Regions from separate parts of the Triticum aestivum genome. Here region 1 is linked to region 2. Evidence: chromatin contacts called from public Hi-C data. All regions are on one chromosome and are shown on one strand. The core of a region is the stretch at or near the end of the contact, and the rest is flanking DNA. Distances in the headings are between cores, read along the strand shown. Region 1 holds the start of LOC123079372 (L-type lectin-domain containing receptor kinase IX.1). Region 2 holds the start of LOC123079370 (insulin-degrading enzyme-like 1, peroxisomal).

The links. A called contact is a pair of places that touch in the nucleus more often than the background predicts.
Region 1: a Hi-C map of leaf shows a contact between it and region 2, with 4 times the contacts expected there. The contact joins the promoter of LOC123079372 here to the promoter of LOC123079370 in region 2. A contact is called at or near these places in 2 of 5 Hi-C or Micro-C datasets (both in leaf).

The regions. Positions count from the first base shown.
Region 1 is chr3D:428,386,320-428,389,284 of IWGSC CS RefSeq v2.1, forward strand. It overlaps LOC123079372 (L-type lectin-domain containing receptor kinase IX.1), which reads left to right and starts at 1,366. Exons shown (of 1, transcript XM_044502140.1): 1 at 1,366-2,965. The coding sequence starts at 1,539.
Region 2 is chr3D:428,159,829-428,162,830 of IWGSC CS RefSeq v2.1, forward strand. LOC123079370 (insulin-degrading enzyme-like 1, peroxisomal) reads left to right here and starts at 1,521. Exons shown (of 26, transcript XM_044502136.1): 1 at 1,521-1,870; 2 at 1,990-2,065. The coding sequence starts at 1,751. It overlaps LOC123079371 (vacuole membrane protein KMS1), which reads left to right. Exons shown (of 8, transcript XM_044502139.1): 7 at 1-17; 8 at 101-711. The coding sequence ends at 280.

The DNA of each region.
Region 1 (2,965 bases), core at 116-2,615, 230 kb after region 2:
TGAGCATTTGAGAGATGTGGGAGAGGCTCGCAACGGAATGGAAGCAGGAGTTGGTCGGCATTGCGGCCGCCTGGTAGGCCTGTCGTGCTAACCGGATAGAGGTTCTCTTGTCGGCGAGCTCGCCGGAGGGCAGCGACGGGGCAAAGACGACAGACTAGGTGTACGACGATGAGCTGGTGCCACTGCCCTCGTTGGTCCATGCCAGCATCGCCTTGGAGGAGGCAAGGGCGCACTTCAACATCGCAATGGCGGAAGAGCTGCATGCGTCGCCGGTGTTGGTGTTCTCGCAGGAGGACCAAAGTACAACCTGCGGCTCCTCGACGAGCACCGGCTCATGAAGGGGCAAATCATCGATGAGCAGGCGAACGACCATGTCGTCACGGCAATGGTTACAGAGGATCAAGACTTTCTGGATGAGCAGCGGGTGATGTATCAGTCTCTGCGCACCGCCCGCGAGATCCGCCACGAGCTATAGCGATCGCGCATCCTGCGGAAGGAGAGGGACGTCTGTCCGCAAAGACCGCACAGAGGTGGCCGAAGTGGAGGTGCAGGCGATCGCAGGCAGCACCGGTCGCGCCGCCATCGCGGTTCGTGCCACACCGCCGTGACCACGAGGCCGGCGTCCACGTCTGGCATGGTCGACAGGGCGCACTCCGGCGAGGAAGAGCAGCACACGGGACGCCCGCCACGGCTATTCTTCCCCTCCCGTTGATGCACCGTCGGCGAGCTTGCCACACATAGAGAAGACGAGATGTGTGACACGGACTCCGCCACGATTGGCGATTATTTAGATTAGGTTAAAAGACTATCCCCTGCTTTTGTTTATTTGACATGTATGAAAAACGTAATGAGTTTGATCTGTTTAAATGAAATCATCTAATTAAACCCATTAAGCTATGCCACGTGGCGCAAGCTGGTTGGCCGCGGTGAAAAAGCTTTTAGAATATTATTTTTAGATGAAGGTGAGGAATTTTTTAAAATGTTTTTTTTACATGGAGGTGATGATCCCATATATTTTTTTAAATAGACGGCTACGCAAAGTGGTGCTTGCTGGTAGGCCGTGTTTGTGATTTTTTTTTCTTTTTTACCTCTTTTTCTAGATGGAGATGAGGATTTTTTAAAATATTTTTTTAGATGAAGGTGATGACTACATGTATTTTTTAAATGAAAACGTGTACACAACTTCCTCTCAAGCGGCGCCACCAGGTGGCGCCCCAAATGCATGAAATTTGGTCATTTTATTCAAATTCCTTTGAAATGTATGGACACGGTTGGATAAGCCGGTTTTCGCATCAGCGTCCGTGAACTGGTCTGGACCAATATGCAGATAAATACATGGCCGCGTTGGAGAGACGGTGACTCTTATCTTCCATTTCGCCAATGAACCATACGTATAATACAAGCCACTAATCCCAGCTCGTATTTTTTACTGGTCTCAAGTAGGATTTTATGTAATCCAGCTCATGCCTTGTTCATTCTAGTCAACCTCGGCCCCACCCTGTCCTCCACCAAGGGCCAAGGCTCACCCAACCCACTCCATGGGGATCTCCGTCGCCGTCCCCTCCCTCCTCCTCCTCCTCTCCGTCGCCCTCCTCCTGCCGCCGGCCGCCGCGCGATTCTCCTTCACCTACAACTTCACCGCCACCTCGGACTCGGCCCCATCGGGCATCTCCTTCCAGGGCGACGCCTTCTTCAACAAGTTCATCCGCCTCACCCGCGACGAGCGCGTCGGGCCCCTCACCAGCAGCGCCGGCCGGGCCTTCTTCTCCCGCCCCATCCCACTCTTCGACCCCGTCTCCCGCCGCCCCGCCTCCTTCGCCTCCGCCTTCTCCTTCTCCATCTCCGCCCCCGAACCCTCGGCCGCCTCCGGCGACGGCCTCGCCTTCTTCCTCTCCCCGTTCCCCTCCGTCATCCCCAACAGATCCGCTGGCGGCCTTCTCGGGCTCTTCAACTCCTCCGCCCGCAACGGGGGCCGCTCCCTCGTCGCCGTCGAATTTGACACCTACAGGAACGATTGGGACCCCAGCGACGACCACGTCGGCATCGACCTCGGGGGCATCGCCTCCGTGGCCACCGCCGACTGGCCAACCAGCATGAAGGACGGCCGCACGGCGCACGCGCGCGTCGCGTACGACGCGGAGGCCAAGAACCTCACCGTGGCCCTCTCCTACGGCGACTTTGTCCCCACGGACGTCCTTCTGTGGTACGCCGTCGATTTGAGGGAGCACCTGCCCGACGCCGTGGCCGTTGGCTTCTCCGCCGCCACCGGCGAGGCCGCCGAGCTGCACAAGGTCCTGTACTGGGATTTCACCTCCAGCGTCGACAGCAAGGAGCAGACGGTGGTGCTGTGGGTGGTACTGGGATTGTGCGGATTCCTTGTTGTGCTGGTCGGTGCAGGGATTGTTTGGTTCGTGAAGGAATGGAGGAAGACAGGAGAGTGTGTCCCCTACGTCGATATCGACGACGCAATGGGGTACGACGAGCTAACTGACGAGTTCATCGTGCAGAGCGGGCCAAGACGGTTCCGTTATGCTGAATTGGTGGCGGCAACCAATAATTTCTCCGAGCAGAGGAAGCTCGGGCAGGGCGGGTTCGGTGCTGTTTACCGGGGATTCTTGAAGGAGCTTGGTCAGGAGGTGGCCATCAAGAGGGTCTCCAAGGGGTCGACCCAGGGCCGCAAGGAGTATGCAGCCGAGGTACGCATCATCAGCCAGCTGCGCCACCGGCATTTGGTCCGGCTTGTCGGGTGGTGCCATGAACACCGTGGTGACTTCTTGCTCGTCTATGAGCTCATGCCCAATGGCAGCGTCGACCAGCACCTCTACGGCAAGGGCGTGCACCTCACCTGGCCGACACGGTATGACATTGCACTGGGCCTCGCGTCGGCATTGCTCTACCTCCACGAGGAGTGCCTTCAGTGCATCGTGCACCGCGACATCAAGCCGAGCAATGTGATGCTGGATGC
Region 2 (3,002 bases), core at 271-2,770:
CACCTTCACAAATGGAGGTTGGTATCTTCATTTTCATGTCATTTGATTTTCAGTTTTTTCTTACCTGTTCATTGATGTTCTGTAACTGTCACTTGTACAGGATAAACAGTGGAATTTCTCTTTTGCATTGGTCTGGAACACTGTAGTGTGGCTTGTGCTTGTGAACTTCTTCATTAAGATCGTCACATCAACAGCTCAGGATTATCGCAAAAGGCAGCAGGACATAGAGATGGAGCTCATTACTGATTCCTCACCCCAGAATCATTCTAAAACTAACTAACAGCAAACATGGTTGTATTTATTCAGCTGCACATTGCGAATATTCTCCTTAGTAGCCTTTGCGCCTGGCTAAGCCCTTGCGGATGATCCCAATGCTGGTAGAAGTTGTGTTCTTCTGTACAGTGAACAGAAACATGGGCCTCTCCAACCCGCCACAAGTGATGGCTGCGACTTTTTGTCATTGCGCCTCTACTGGCAGTTCCTGGAGGAGAATCAGTCCTGTTATTTTTCAGGCGCCAACTTGGATGAACTTTAGGGATTGTTTGTTTGTTTAGCACGATTTCATTACTAAGATGTAATTTACCAGTACCTTTTTTTACCTTCTTATGTTGGAAATACGGTAGCTGATAGGGCACCCGAGAGTACTGAAAGGTGATATGTTTTATTGTTACATTCACAATGCAAATGCATATTCTCAATTGGAGCCAGCTAGATTTAACGGTGCACTTCAACTACAAGTTCACTCGGGCAAATAATAAAGCTGCTGATACCAAGATTGCCTTTGTTTTCTTTTTTTGGTGGGGATCTGCATCACGTGGTCGATTCGAAAACTGTGTCAGAAATTGTTACCTTGTGACTAGCTCAGACTGGGAAACTTGTGATTCTCAGCATTCACGTTATCTTTTGCATGCTCTTTGGCTTGTAGCTTGTGGTTATTAAGCAAAGCGGACGCATCTGAAGGTCAGTCAGGGAGGTGAAAGGCGAGGTGCGATTACACATCATCAGCAGATAAAATTGTTACTGTACTGCAGCCTCTTTACACCCGCCCAAGTGTTGTCAATGCAACAGAGGTGGTCGTGGGCAGTTGTCCGAGTTCTCTTGGGCGTGCTCGCTAGTGTCATCCAGCGAGCGCCGTGCACCACGTAAGTTGGAGCACACGCGGGGCAAATTTCGTCAAGATACTCGAGCACGAGACTCCAAGGCGTGTCCTCGTGTACATTGCCTTTTTTTCACAAAGGCGATCTCTACTGCGACGAGACGAGAGATCACCGATTTTCTAAGTTGGAGGAGACAAAAGCCAGACTACTCGCACGGCACGATGAATTGCCATGCCTACCTATATGCCTACACGACCCGGCTAGCGACCGCCGAGCGCGCCGAGGAGTACTCAGAACCGGGGAGGGGCCCCCTCGCCGTCGCGGGCACGTCATTCGCCGGTGGAAAAAATGCGTTCGTCATCTAGCACCATCGCAACCGCGCAACAGACGTCTCCCATCCGGCCATCCCATCACCAAAGTGAAGTTCACCTCGGTTCAGAGTTCAGACTCCTCCCGGCTCCCGCAGCCGCAAGCGAAGCCGAAGGCCGAGGCCACCCACCCCCCCTGCCCTGCCCTGCATATATTAACGGGACGGCGGCAACGACAAAGCATAGAATACTAGCGCCCCCACTAGCCTAAGCCCCGAGCCTCCAATCCGCCACCGGAGACCGGAGCAAGCGCGGCTAGCGAGCGAGGAGGCGAGCCCGGCGCGCATGGCGGCGGCGGGCAATGTGGAGTTCATCCGCGCGCGCAGCGACAAGCGGGAGTACCGCCGCCTGCTGCTCCCCAACGCGCTCGAGTGCCTCCTCATCAGCGACGCCGACACCGACAAGGTCCGCCCCGGCCCGCTCTCTCTCGCTCGCTGAATGCTCGCCGGTTGGTCGACGTTTTACCGCGCGTGATTCATCCGGCGTTGTTGTTGTTGTTGTTGTTGTTGTCTGTTTGTGCGCAGGCGGCGGCGTGTATGGAGGTTGGCGTGGGCTCGTTCAGCGACCCGGAGGGGCTCGAGGGCCTCGCGCACTTCCTCGGTGAGTCCATTCACTCCCCTTCCCTCTCCGCGCACTCTCCTCGCCGCCGTCGTCGTCGGCCATCTCGCTCGCCGATTCCGGTTCGTTGCGTGGGCGCGCGTGATCTAACAAACCCACCGGATTCCTGGGGCGAGTACTAGTACTTTCTGGCCAGGCAGTGGTTGGTTGGATGGGGATTGTTGGCTGGACCCAGCGCAGCGCTCCTGCTCTCCGACTGCGCAACGGCGTCGGCGTCAGATGAATCTCCTCCCCCTTTTGGGATCCGTCTGGGGTCTCCTCCAGATTTTGTCTCCATGGAATCGAGTGACGGAGGAATGCTTTCTTCCTTGGCCACTTTTCCCCCATTGGGCACTGCCTTGCCGCTTTAGGCGTTCCCGACCGCCAATGATGGCGTCGCAGATTTGCGGCCAGGTCAATGGATGTTTTTTCCTTTTCCAATCGAAAAGTTGATTGAATGAATCGGTCCATTGATTTGGTCCAGTCAGTGTCGCCCGGCGTGTTTTCACCGTCGGATCACGCCATTGACTGACGGTTCGGGCTAAAGTTCAGAGCATCCATGATTGATCTCAGTGGCACGGGCATCGGGCCGTACATGTTCTGCCTTCGCTACGAGTGTACGACTGCTGGCTAGCTGAATGTCTTTCTTAAATGCTTCTCAGGTTTCCAGCCAAATTATTTGGTGATGTCAGTACTATGTGGTGGGCATAATTATGTGTTTGTTGAACGATCCAAAAGAGTTTCATGAGAGACACGGATTTGGTTGGGCGGGCTCCATCGCTCCAGGATATGGGAACCTGTCGCTCTCTAGATTAGCAGCCTGCTCTGCTCAACTGCCCATACACGTTGTTGCCTAGTAGGATCCTTGCAGCTTGCTGGATGCTCTCACTCCACGAGTCCGTATTGGTATTTTCTCTGGCGTGTGAAATTCTACCCGTGG